2 separate regions of the Sus scrofa genome follow, and region 2 is linked to region 1. A link is a contact called in public HiChIP or PLAC-seq data. All regions are on one chromosome and are shown on one strand. The core of a region is the stretch at or near the end of the contact, and the rest is flanking DNA. Distances in the headings are between cores, read along the strand shown.

Region 1 (6,683 bases), core at 3,839-6,338:
GTTCCCATCCTGGCTCAGTAGTTAACAAATCTGACTAGTATCCGTGAGGACATGGGTTCGATCCCTGGCCTCGCACAGTGGGTTAAGGAGCTGGCGGCGTTGCCATGAGCTGTGGTGTAGGTTGCAGACCCAGCTCAGAACGCGTGTAGCTGTGGCTGTGGCATAGGCAGGCAGTTCGGATTAGACCCCTAGCCTGGGAATGTCCCGGGTGTGGCCCTAAAAAGACCAAAAAAAAAAAAAAAAAAAAAAAAAAAAAAAAACATGTATTTACTCGGGAGACATTTACTGAGTGCCTGTTGAATGCTCAATATCATGGGATACAAAGTCCAGTTGACACAGTCCCCTCCCAACAGTGGCTCCTTGACCAGGGAGGGACAGCCACATAAACCATCCTAATGCAGGCTGGTAGGTCCATGCCCAAGGTCAGTGTGAGGGTCACGAAGCGCTCTGAGGGGGAGCCAGTAACCTCTGGGTGCTCCCTGAAGAAGCATAGGTACTTTTTTCAGTGGGCCAGTTGTCCTTCCCCCAAGGGATGTCCGGGGATGCTAGGGAGGGAGTGGAGCGACACTCACACAGGGGCATCCGTTGTCCCCCAGCTGCAGTCTTGAGGAAAGAGAGGATGCATTCATTTACTCAGTAACTATTTATTGAATGTTTACTATGTGCCAAATGCTATTCAAGGATGTGAGATAAAGCAATGGACAAAAACAAGCAAAACCCCTCTCTTGGAGCTTATTTTCTATCAGGAGAGGAGTCCATCATGAATCAGAAAAGAAGTTCCCATTGTGGCTCAGCAGGTTAAGAACCCAACACAGTGTCCGTGAAGATGCAAGTTTGATCCCGGGCCTCGCTCAGTGGGTTTAAGGATCCAGTGTTGCTGTAAGCTGTGGTGCAGTCGGAGATAACAGCTTGAATCTGGTGTGGCTGTGGCCAGCAGCTGTAGCCCTGATTAGACCCCTAGCCTGGGAACCCCCATATGCCGAGGGTGTAGCCCTAAAATGACATAAATAAATAAATAAATAAATAAAATTCTCCTTGAAAAGGAAGTGTAACAATTTTAAATAAAATTTTCTACTAAAAATAAATCATTAACACTCAGCACCACCTTGCAGGGGAATAGTCTTCATTTTCACATAGTTCTTTTCTGTGATTTTCTGCCAGCATCCTTACTTTTTATTTGGCTAGGGCTTTCATCATAGTGTCAATACTCTGTGATTCCGCTTTCCTCACTGAGCATCAGATTTGAAATATTGTCCTTTGTGCCTAGTCTTCCTGATGGTTGGGCTTGGCAGAACAGTCCATGAAGGACATGTCTTGTCTCTGCTGAAGCATCTAAACCAGGGGTTGGCAAACCATGGCCTGCCATGTGTTTTTGTGCTGCCTTCAAGCTAAGAATGGTTTTAATATTTTTGAACGGCTCCAGAAAAATCAAAAGAATATTTTGTGACAAATTGAAAATTCTATGAAATTCAAGTTCCAGTGTCTGTGAATACAGGTTTACTGGAATGCAGCCAGGCTGGTGTTTACCGTGGTGCCTGTGGCTGCTCCACTATGAGGTCTTGTGACACAGACCGGATGGGCCACAAAGCCCAAATATTTACTCTTTGGCCCTTTATGGAAAAAGCTTGTGGACCTCTGATTTAAACCTTTCAGTTATTTACTGTTACCAATAAAACTGCTTCTGTTGGGTTATTTCCATAAGAGAGTTTTCTAGAAAGGGGATTAGTTATTGAGCCAGATTCTGCCTCTCACTGGCCCCAGTGATGTGTGTCCACTGCATGGCCCTCTGAGTGTCACCAGGGTGGCATTATTCTACTTTAAAAAAAAAAAAAAGAGTGGGGGGAAAAATGTAATTGTAATGTATACATGTAAGGATAACCTGACCCCCTTGCTGTACAGTGGGAAAATAAAAAAAATTATAAAAAAAAAAAGAAAGTATTTCCTTTCAGCATATTATGTCATTTTGAATGATTTAGGAGTTCTCTAGCCCCCCCCCACCTAAAAAAACAGGAAAATAAATGCTTAAATAAACCACCAAATACAAATTATGACAGGACATTGTGTGTGTTTTTCCGAATGTTTCAATGAGCTTCCTTTTTCACTTTGCTGTGGTCCTCACCTTTGCCATTGTTCAACAGCAATGTCCCTCACAGAGTGACAGTGATGAATTTCCTTGGATCTTCTGGGGGGCCCTCTGCCTTGATGGCTGTTTCCTATGTAACAGTAATAAAGGTGTTTCCATGGTTACCCCATATGCCTCTCTGGTAACGGCCGATAAGTTGCCTTTACCCTTCAAAAAAAAAAAGCCAAACCAGTAGTTCTCAAACTTGAGGGTGAATCAGAGTCACTTGTAAGGCTTGTTCAAGCACACATGGCTGGCCAGACCACTAGAGTTTCCCATTCAGTAGGTCTGGGGTCAGGCCCCCAATTTTTTTTTTTTTTTTTTTTTGGTCTTTTTAGGGCTGCACCTGTGGCATGTGGAAGTTCCCAGGCTAGGGGTCGAATCAGAGCTGCTGCTGCCAGCCTACACTACAGCCACAGCAACGTGGGATCCCAGCCACATCTTCGACCTACATCACAGCTCACAGCAATGCTGGATCCTTAACCCACTGAGCAAGGCCAGGGATGGAACCTGCATCCTCATGGATACTAGTAGGGTTCATTAACCACTGAGCTACGATGGGAACTCCTAGGACCCCATCATTTGCATTTCTAGGAAGTTCTCCAGTAATGCTTCTGCTGCTGGCTGGGGATCCGACTTTGAGAAATACTGCCTTAGCTCTCATCTACAGCATTGCTTTAAATGCAGAAACCTAGTCTATAAAGTGTTTTGCAATTGGTGAAAAGCCCAAAAAGATATAACCCAGTCCTCTAATTGAGTTGTTCCTACCAGGGTATGTGGGTTTTCGCACACAGCAGGAAGATGGTAGAAAAATGCTTTAGCAGTCTTTGGAGAAGTCCCACAGCTCTTTTGCATCTCTGGCCACATCGAAGCCACTGTGAATGGGACTTGGAATCCGACAGGCTGAGGTTCAGATCCTAATTCTGTCGCCACTTAGCTGCTATGCCACAGACAGCACTGTGCCTCCTTGCAGCATGTACTCAACTCTGACTCGAAATACTGGTCCACAGCCCTGAAGGGCCTTATGACTTTTAAAAGAAATAGTGGCTTAATCATATTGCAATACACTTATGTATCAAATCAACATGTTGTACACCTTAAACTTACACAATATTATATCTCCCTTTAAAAAGAAAAGGAGTAGGGAGTTCCTGTCCTGGCTCAGCGGAAACCAATCTGACGAGCATCCATGAGGACACAGGTTCAATCCCCGGCCTCGCTCAGTGGGTTAAGAACCCAGCGTTGCTGTGAGCCGTGGTGTAGCTTGCAGAATTGGCTTGGATCTGACGTTGCTGTGGCTGTAGTGTAGGCCAGTTCCACAGCTCTGATTCCACCTCTAGCCTGGAAACTTCCATATGCCTCAGGTGTGGCCCTAAAAAGACCAAAAAAAAAAAAAGGAAAGAAAAAAGAAAAGGAATCGTAACTTTGTGGGACTGTGAAAGCTAGCTATGTTGACTTGGGTGAGGTTTTATCTTTGCCCCACCAGTATGTCTGATAAACATGAATATGCTGCAGGTAAGTAATGAGACTTTTATCGAGGCAAAGCAGAGCTCTTGACACACAGAAGGCACCGAAGAAGTAATACTGAGCCCATCCACCTTCTCTTTTCAGGAATTGATCTTGAGAACATTGTTTACTACAAGGACTGCACCCACTATTTTGTCATGACCGCCAAGAAGCAGAGCTTGCTTGACAAAGGTGTCATCATTAATGTATGTATCTCCTGGCTGTGAGGTCCTGTCTTTCCCTTTGTGACCTGGGCTGGCAGCATCAGGGGGAACAGATGTCATCCTGCCAGAGACTGAGCAAGGACCAACCACCCCCCACCCCCCCACTTCCTTCTCCTTGGTGGTGCGTGTGTGTTGGGTGTGGGAGCCCACACGGACAAATTCAGGCAGAAGTGATTCTGCAGAGCTGGGCTGGGGGCAATGCTTAGAGCCTCAGCCAGGTGTTAGGGTGGGCTTTTTCCACTAAGAGACAAGCTGAGTCTTTACCTTCCACATCTCTCATTTATCCCTGCCGCCTTTGCTGCGGGTCACACATCACTCGGAGGCAAGATGGGGGCTTCTTGTCCTAGTGGGACACAGGCACTTTCCCTTGTGAACGTCACACTGCCACCCCGTTGTCACGGTGTGGGGGAAAGCTCTACTGCACTTCAGAAGACTCAAGTTCAATCTCGGCTTGGGCCCGTCTCTAACTCAAGACTGTGACTAAACTGCTTGCCTTCTCTGTACCTCGGTCTTCTCATCTGGAGAATGGGAATAAGAATTTCTGTCTACAAGGGCTGTTCAGGAGTTCCTGTCGTGGCTCAGTGGTTAACGAACCTAACTAGTATCCATGAGGACATGGGTTTGATCCCTGGCCTCGCTCAGTGGATTAAGGACCCAGGGTGGCCATGAGCTGCAGTGTAGGTCATAGACTCAGCTTGGATCTGGTGTTGCTGTGTCTGTGACATCTGCTGGCAGCTATAGCTCCCATTCGACCCCTAGCCTGGGAACCTCCATATGCCACGAGTGAGGCCCTAAAAAGATGAAACACAAATAAATAAATAATAAAAGGGCTGTTCAGAGGAATAAGTTTTTAAATGTGTAAAGAGCACTTGGCCTGAAGTCGGTTTGGCAATTCCCTCCATTACTTCTCTGCCTGGTTTGGACACCTGCTTTTTTGTCCTGCTGGCTCCCTGGCCCCTGCTTCCTGTCTGTGCACTTTTCATGCTCAAACAAGAGAGCAGGGCTGCAACAAAGGAGCACATGGAGTGGCCGGCCCTGGGACGGCAGCTTCTTTGATTGGGCTTCAACCCTCCCTGAGCCCCTATTCCTGTTGCTGCTGCTATAGCCTCAAGATAAGGATCGTGCAGTCCAAGGTCAACCGGCTCTCCGGTGTCGGCCTGCAGCCCAGGCAGCACGGTGACCATTCATTGCTGCTTGTCAGAGAAGAATGTGCCTGTCCTCACGCCAGCTTGTGCTGGCAGCCGGCTGGGCGGCATTAGTAACCCAGCCCTCCCCTGGGCCTCCTCCACATCAGCTCAGGCCTTTGCTGAGAGCCTGAGTCGCTGGACCGGAGGTTAGGAATGGGGTGGGATTGGGAGGAGTGGGGGTTTCATGACACTGACGTAGCACAATCAGCAGATGTGTGAGCAGTGGGTTTCAACATCTGGTGCCCCCCTGCTGACCCGGTCTGTGGGAGGCGAGGCCATGTTCCCCTTTTTCCCTCTGCTCCACAGGTGTCCCTCCCAAAGTTACCTCCCCTGTTGGTTGGGATGCCTGTGTCAGATAGTGAAGAACTAATTGGGGTCTAGGGTGCAGGCACAGAGGAGGGGATTGGGAGGCTCTTGCAGGCCCACCCCTGGGGAGTCAGGCCAAGTTTGACTTGGGGTTCCTATTTCACTAGCCAAGGACTCTGGCCTCTTGGGATGCTGAGGTTCCTCCAGGTCATCTCAGGGTCTTTGTCCTGGCCACAACATGTTGCCATGGTAACTTGATTCCTTGGCTTTCATCAGAGCCCCTCTATGCTCCTGTCCCAGGTTCTGTGTCATGGCACAGGTAGGTGGGAATGCCTCGCTCTGGTCCTGCCATGGCTACAGGAGCTGGGAACAGATCCCAGGCCTGTGGTTGTTCTCACCAAGGCCTGTCTTCTCCCTCAGAGCATCTCTGAGCATCTTCTGAGCTGGTGCAGAAGGGTCTCTGGGTATAGTATATAAACTCTAGAAATTGGAGGCCATGGATGGACGTGGGAGAACTGGACACCATTTGGTTCAGGAGCCCTGACTTTACTCTCCAGGTGTCTAGCCAAGTTCTATAGCATTTGCCTAAGCTGGAAGTTGATCTGTCTACACTGAACTACTTAAATTAACATTCTTCTCTTGCTCCCAGAGGAATGGCAAGTCCTCTGTTTTCTTGTCCCTGTATAAGTCTGCATCTTTCTTAAGACACACAAGGTGCTGAGGGAATGTTTGTTGAATGACTGACTGACCTTCTTCCTCAGGGATTCCTGCTGATCTCCAGACTTCTTTCTGTGACTACTGCCGGGAGAGTAAAGTTTCTCCTCAGGAAACCCTGCCTCTGGGCTCCCAACTGTGGCCATCTTGCTCCCCCCAGGAGAGCATCCCTCCTGGACCCTACCTCTACTGGCCCATGCACATGCAGGCTTGGTCTGACCTCAGTAGGAGGGAGCTTGTTTGCCAGGTGGTTGAAGTGGACAGATACACATCACACTGGTCTTTGATGCGAAGTTGACCCTCTTTAGAAGCAGTGAACAAGCATCGCCTGACCTTTTCTTCTGGTCCACAGCCTTTCCCACCTCCACGCTTGGAAAGATTCCTATAGGATTCCCCAGCCTTCTCTCATGTTGCTGCTTCCCTTTTTACTGTCCCACCTCCATCTAGGATCCAGCCTCTCTTCAGTTCCCCAGGCCTGAAGATGGGGCCCCAATTCACCACTGGCTTTATCTTCATTTAGTGCTCCTTTTCAGCTCTGCCTACTTTATTATAGTCCTGACCCCATTTTTCTCTCTCATCTTCATTCTCACCAGCTCCCTACAAATCTGCCTCTGCCATCCACTC
Region 2 (7,336 bases), core at 4,604-7,103, 160 kb before region 1:
ATTTGTCTTCTTATGGTTCTTTATATAGTCTGGAAACAAGTCCTTCCTCAGATATATGATTTACAAATCATTTCTCCCAGTCTGGCTCTCGTCTTTCATATTTTTTAATGATGTTTGTTGGAGAGCAAAAGTTTTTAATTTTGATATAATCCATTTTATCTTTTTTGGATCATCTTTTTTTGTGTGTGACTTGTTTAACACAAGATCACAGAGATTTTCTCCTATGTTTCCCTCTAGAAGTTTTTTTGAACATTATTCAAAAACGATTTTTGTTTGTTTTTTCATTTTGAATATAATCCATGGCAATAGTTTAAAAATTAGAAAATATAGGGAGTTCCCGTCATGGCGCAGTGGTTAACGAATCTGACTAGGAACCATGAGGTTGAGGGTTCGGTCCCTGGCCTTGCTCAGTGGGTTAAGGATCCGGCGTTGCCGTGAGCTGTGGTGTAGGTCGCAGACTTGGCTCGGATCCCGCGTTGCTGTGGCTCTGGTGTAGGCTGGCGGCTACAGCTCCAATTAGACCCCTAGCCTGGGAACCTCCCATATGCCACAGGAGCGGCCCAAGAAATGGCAAAAAGACAAAAAAAAAATTAGAAAATATAGATGAGCAAAAGGAAGAAAACTCAGATCGCTTATGATCCCATTGTTGGAGAGAAGCCACCATGAATGTTTTGTTCCATATGGGTGTATTGGTTATCTATAGCTGCTTAACAAATATCCCCCAAACTTAGTAACTTAAAACACACATTTATAATCTCAAAGTTTCTGTGGATCAGAAACCTAGGAGAAATTTCCTGGGTGTCTTGCTTTGGGGATCCCTCACAAGGTTTCCATCAAGGTGTCAGTGGGACAGCTGTCGTCTCAAGGCTGATGCGGAGAGCATGTGATTCCAGGCTCACTCATGTGGCTATTGGCAGCTCTCAGGTCCTCAATAGCTGCTGGTTGGGGACATCAACTCTTTGCCACAGGAGTCTCCCTGTAGGGAAACTCGCAGCATGGCAGCCAGCTTCCCAGAAAGGAGGCGAAGGAGGGAGGGCATCCATACAGAAGACAGTCCATTTGTGACCTGGTCTTAGAAGTGACAGTCCATCTTTGGCTCCTTGTTCTATTCATAGAGCTGAATCACTCTCAAAGCGGAGAGATGACACAAGTGCATGAGTCCTAGGAGGTGGGGTCATTAGGAACCATCTTAGAAGGCTATGACAATGTCCACATTTGGTTTCTGTTTTACTTATGAATTAAGCCGTGAATCTTGACCTGTGGAACATGTAGAGGGGCTCCTTTCCAGATTCTAGATTCTACTGGGTCAGCATCTCCATGGGTGGGGACCTCTCCCCTCTATAAACCTATCTTTCAAAAACTCCATTGGTCACTCTGATGGAGCCAGGGTTGAGAGTCACTGGCAAATATAAATAAAAGTGGATGTTTATATATGGGGGCTGGGGTGTCGATATATGTGTATGTGAAGTGGATGTGACACACAACTGTGCATATTGCTTAGAAGTGTGTTTTCCCCCTCAAACAGGCTTGAATACAAATGTGCCTCGGCTCCCCGTGTGGGGCTGCCATGTCTGTCCCTCTGCTCTCTGGGAGCCACGCCTGAGGGGTGCTCCCCAGCAATTGCACCTGGCAATCACGACCTTCAGTTCTGGGGGCTTTGGGGGAGCTGTGAGGGTGGTAGGGGTGCTCAGCCTCCGTGTTTGGCCCCAGTGCAGCTCTGACATCAATCTGTCAGTGCAGAGGACACTTTTAGATGCAAGTCTGCTGGTGTGGGGACTTTAGGAGAACAGGAATCCCTGGCTGTGAAATTGCTGGCATTTCATGATGTGAGAGAAGATTTACAAGCTCCATGCTGTGCTAGGCTGTAAAACCAAGCCCAGTAGTTATGCAATCAAGCCTGTGGGGCAGGCAGAAGGCAAGGAGGTGGCAGGTGGAAACAGGGGAAGCCACCTCCTCACTGTGCCTGGGACCCCCCGGACCCAGTTACACACCTATGGGGGGCTCAGGTCAAGGTTCTTCCTCCAGCCATATCCGCCTTCTGGGGAGGATCTCCCGGTAGTGGTTAGGGAACACATGGGCCAGTAGTAGTAAGTGAGATGGTGGATTCAGAATGGAGAAGTTTCAAAGGTCCCCTTACCTGATGCTCCCTTAACAGGGTACCTTCCTTGCTAAGAGTCTGTTCTCCTGCTTGGCATTCAACCCTATGACCCATTCCAAAGGAGACACCCAGAATGTACTCTCCCATGATCCTATTTAATTTTTTGTACAATTAATAAACTTTTTGTCTTCCCCACTAAAATAAAAGCTCCCTGGCAGAAGGAATCTCAACTGTCTGGCCCTCAAAGTATTGCTGGGCTGCCATACGTATATGTTGGCAGAATAAATGAAAGAATAAATATTTGGATGCTTCCAGGGGTGGGGAACTCACCACAGCCCGTCCTGCAAAGCTCTTGGCCATTGGCTCTTCCTCAGCTGGCTGCCTTTATCTCCATGTGGCCTTCCTTCCTGTCTTCACTTGCAGGGCCCCTTCTGAATAAGTCCACTCCTCCTCCCCATCGGAGCCATCCAGGGATGTGAAAACAGTGGCTCCCTTCATGCTTTCCAGGATGAATGTCACTGTTTCTTTCAGCTTTCTTCCAGGTATCACCTGTGTCACCCTAGCTATCCTCCTCCAAAGGGCTCTAATGGGTCACAGACCCTCAACAAGCTAGGCTAACTCTTTCGAGACCCTTAGCAAGTCTTGACAGTTTGCCGATTTTGAAACCCTCTTCCCCCAACACTCTATCTATCTATCTATCTATCTATCTATCTATCTATCTATCTATCTATCTATCTATCTATCTATCTATCTATCTATGTTTTTAGGGCCGCACCCATGGCATTTGGAAGTTCCCAGGCTAGGGGCTGAATTCGGAGCTGCAGCTGCCGGCCTACCCCACAGCCACAGCCACACCAGCTCCGAGCCGCGTCTGCACCCTATACCAAGCTCATGGCAATGCTAGATCTTGAACCCACTGAATGAGGCCAGGGTTCAAACCTGCATCTTCATGGATACTCCTCAGGTTCGTTACCGCTGAGCCATGACAGGAACTCCCCCCAACAAATATTTAGATCTCTTCTTCACATGCAGAGTTTTTAGGTAGGAAATGAGTCAATCGATGTAACTGAGGATTGATGGTTTAAACCAGTTCCAACTCTGCTCCTTGCTCAATTTTTCCAATTATAAGCAGCTGCAAGTAGGGGCCCCCAGATTTGGGGGAGCGGCAAATGGCTCTACTGACTTTGCCCCCACCCCCAAGATTCTCTGGACCAAAGTGAGAGGTGTGGGACTGAAGGCAGGGTGAAAGGCATGGTGCCCCTGGACAGAGAAGGGGACCCGCTCTTTCTCTCCATCAAGGATAGTGCTTACTTGGTGGAGGGGCAGGGCACTGGGGGGCTTGGACCCTTAAGGAGCGGCTACCAATCAGATTTGACAGGGGGGAAGTTGCATTTGAAAACTGATGTACAATATTCATATTATTTTCATGCGTTAATCTGCAAGTCAAAGTTCAGCAGTTTTAATGCCTAGTAGGGAAAGAAAACAGAGTGCCCCAGGGTTTTGCGTGAGTGAGTTTCTGAAGGTCAGCAAACTGGCTGGGACTCTGCACCTGCTCAGCTCCCCCAAGCTTGGCGCAGCATCTCACACTGATGGCCCCCTGGTACATCCCTCCTGACTGCCCCTCCACCTACTGGCCGCAGGGGCTCTTTCAGCCACAGGGGCAGGACCCAAGCGCACAAGAGGACTGAGCCGAACTCTGCCTCCTTGGTGGGTCGCTCTGGGAACCCAGGAGGAAACCACGTGGAAACCACGTGGCTGGGCTTAATAACCCAGGCAGGGAAGGGCTGGAGTCTGCTGGGGCCACCTGGCCCACGTCAGCTGCTGCTCTGGCCTGTGCCCCTTGGTGGTGTTCAGCCCCTCAAGATGGGCCTGAGGCCTGAACCTGTGAATGTTAAAGTATTAAGATTTCTGGATGCTATTTTGCAGGTGCTCAAAAAGGAAGGGAGGAGCAAGGATACCTTAGATCCACTGTGCATTGATAATTTCTTTTTTCTTTTCCTTTTTGTCTTTTTAGGGCCACATCCGTGACATATGGAGGTTCCCAGGCTAGGGGTCTAATTGGAGCTACAGCTGCTGGCCTATGCCACAGCCAGAACCACACCAGATCCGAGCTGCATCTGCAACCTACACCACAGCTCATGGCAACACCAGATCCTTAACCCACTGAGCAAGGCCAGGGATTGAACCTGCAACTGCATGTTCCTAGTCGGATCCGTTTCTGCTGCGCCATGATAGGACCTCCGATGGTCTCATTCATTCATTCATTCATCCAACATCCATCCATCCTTCAGTTAGCACGTGTTCAGGGCCAACGGCAACTTTCTTTTCCATCCTCCCCTCTTCCAGCAGCCCCCACTTTCCGTCTCTTAGGGATTTGTAAAAGTTTCTAAATAAAACATTCAACACTAAAACTAACTGCCCAGGAAAAGCCAATATGTATATATGCTATTTAATTTTCAAAAAAAAAAAAACATTTTTGCAATAAAAATACCAACATTTTTGGGAAAAAGTACACATTCCCATTCCATCTCCAGTCTAATAAACTGTCCCCAAGTCATGTCTCATGGCAAATTTCTACACTTCCATATCATTCTGAAAATCATCCTGGTTTGACATATTTTACAGGGGAGGGTTGAGGGGACTGGTGGCTTGGACAACAGCTTCATCAGAGAAAAGGAACAGAATGGGTTTCATCATCTGTGAAACCCTGGTTGGGCTGCTGGGGCTCGGACAACTCTCAATGTCCCTTAGAAAGAAAAGGTGACTTAAAACCTCAGACTGTCACACAGCAAATACACAGAAACAAAACCTTAGGAGATTGGCTGTTGAGGGCCTGTTGAAATTGGGATCTGCCCTCCATGAAAGAGAGAAGCCCTATTCTGGGCTCATGACCAGGGGACTCTGTGAGGTGCCCTGGTAGATGAAACACTAGATTTGGGGAGTGGATTAGGATGTTTCTGCCACCAGTGAATTCTCTGACATCCCCACTGCTCACCTGGTCCACACATGGCAGGGCCCCCTGCCCCACCAGAAGCGAAGTCAATATTTACCTGAAAGATGTTTATCACACCTATGTACTGCTTTTTTTTTTTTTCTTTTTTTTTTTTGCTTCTTAGGGCCACATCTGTGGCATATGGAAACTCCCAGGCTGGAATCGGAGCTACAGTTGTTGGCCTACGCCACAGCCACAGCAATGCAGGATCCGAGCCGTGTCTGCGACCTACACCACAGCTGATGGCAATGCCAGATACTTAACCCACTGATCGAGGCCAGGGATCGAACTTGCATCCTCATGGATACCAGTTGGATTCATTTCTGCCGTGCCATAACAAGAACTCTGCCGCCTATGTGCTACTTTTAATTGGAGCCCACCATCCATGCAATGGATATTTAGGGGACAGGCTTGGGGATCGTGGCCCACCAGTTTTTCAGCTCTCACTAGTGTCTGAATCCTGGTTTAGGCATAAATGTCTTGGTGCCCCATTCTCCCCACATCGAATGTGGGAGGTTACACAGTGATAAACCCTGAGAAGCTCATAGCAGCCGCTGTTGTGTAAACAATGAGCAGTTCAGAGTGTTCTGAGGGCCCTTGCGCTGTTCCGGAAGGTCTGTGTCATTGGACCTGTGAAATCTGAGGCCTGGAAGGTGATGAAGATGGGAGCACATTGTGTCCACCTCCCTGGTACCTGGAGTGAGCGCCACCAGCGCACGCCGTGTACCCTGGCTTTACAGCTCCCTGTCTCAGCGCTGGCCAAGGTCAGTGGTTTTGCACCCTGCTAGCATTTATAGCTTTAATTGTGGTGCTGAAAGTCCCAGTGCCTCCCTCTCCAGGTCTATTTCAGTCAGAGGAAAGGGATCCCGCAGGGGTGGCGTGTGTGTGTGTGTGTGTGTGTGGTGGTGTGTGTGGTGGGTGTGTGTGTGTGTGTAGCCAGAGCCTTACCCCCTCAACAGGTGTCTGAGCTCATGGACTTGGCTCAGGCAGCTGCCCTTCAGGGCCAGCTCTGCTGCGATCGGCCATGTGCTCTTGGGGCTGACTTTCCAATCTTGCTAAGACTCCATCCCCTATCTCTAAATTGGAGATTAAAAGTACCTACTACACAGGATTGTTGGTCCATTGAACTTCATGTAAAAGGCAGAGCATAGAGCTTGGCATAGAATGAGCTCCATCAATGGAAACATCCTTCTTCCCTTCGTGGGTTCTTCTTGCTGTGGGTTGCCCAGGCGAGTTGGGGAGAAGCTGCCTTCTCTTGCAGTCCTGGGATCCCCAGTGGGGATATATCTCACACTTGTCTTGCCTGCTTGTTGGCTGGCCTTCCAGAACTTTCTACTTCTTTTGGTGCCAGAAGCAACAGGGGCTCCTCAGGACTCACTGTCCACCCAACCTGATGAGCCACAGACTCAATCTTCCATAAGGAGTCACAGGTAAGATACTGACCACTGCCTAGAACAGACCGCTCTGGGGTCCCAGCCCTCCCCAGCCTTCCTGTCAATGATTGTGTACATTGGCTCTGGGTTCCCAGGTTCTGTTCTCTGCTTAAGTGATGAGAACAACCCTCAGCTCTTACTTTAGCGAGGTACAGGGTCATCTAGATGTCAGATCCTTCCATCATCTGCCCAGAAGGACCATTTCGGAAAATAGGTCACGTGTTTCCAAGATCATAAGATCTTTCTGCCTACTCCTGCCCCCTGCCCACCCCCACCACACACACACACATACACACACTCACCCACACACATTCCCCTGTTTCTCCACCCGTGAAATCCCAAACTCCAGGTGCTTGACCACTGGGCTCATATCTTGTTGTTCTTGTTTGGCTGGTTGTGGTTTCACTTATACTGCAGGTTTTGGGTAAATTGTCTTTGAGCCTTTAGAAAGTAAACAACATAAAGATAAATCGGTGTAGAAGCTATTCAAAATATTAACTTGTGTGACTCAGTAACTAGTTTCTGGGTTGACCTCGGAATCAAAATTTTCTGAAGATCTCTGTTTAGTGAAGAGTATGTGGAGATTACAGGAGGTTAAAATACACTGGCTACTGTTTGCAGTTATTTCTTTTGTCTTTTTAGGGCTGCATCAGTGGTATGTGGAGGTTCCCAGGCTAGGGGTCTAATCGGAGCTACAGCTGCCGGCCTCGGCCGAAGCCCCAGCAATGCCGGATCCGAGCCACCTCTGCAACCTACACCACAGCTCACAGCAACGCCAGATCCTTAACCTACTGAGCAAGGCCAGGGATTGAA

The links. HiChIP or PLAC-seq counts read pairs in DNA pulled down with a chosen protein or histone mark.
Region 2: a contact with region 1 is called in an H3K27ac HiChIP or PLAC-seq map of skeletal muscle, with 5 times the contacts expected there. The contact joins two enhancer-like sites. A contact is called at or near these places in 1 of 5 promoter capture datasets (liver), 3 of 47 Hi-C or Micro-C datasets (liver and skeletal muscle) and 2 of 2 datasets of contacts at active chromatin or transcription factors (alveolar macrophages and skeletal muscle).

What each region holds. Positions count from the first base shown.
Region 1 is chr2:47,179,581-47,186,263 of Sscrofa11.1, reverse strand. It overlaps MICAL2 (F-actin-methionine sulfoxide oxidase MICAL2), which reads left to right. Exons shown (of 38, transcript XM_021083313.1): 9 at 3,734-3,834. Among named protein-coding and RNA genes, the nearest start is that of MICAL2, 120 kb to the left of the region's middle. Within about 2 kb of position 5,088, at least 18 of the 83 cell types and tissues checked have an H3K27ac peak or open chromatin away from gene starts, as enhancers often do. A contact at or near this core is called in skeletal muscle, where this site is marked.
Region 2 is chr2:47,339,123-47,346,458 of Sscrofa11.1, reverse strand. No RefSeq gene overlaps it. Among named protein-coding and RNA genes, the nearest start is that of MICAL2, 41 kb to the right of the region's middle. Within about 2 kb of position 5,853, at least 5 of the 83 cell types and tissues checked have an H3K27ac peak or open chromatin away from gene starts, as enhancers often do. A contact at or near this core is called in skeletal muscle, where this site is marked.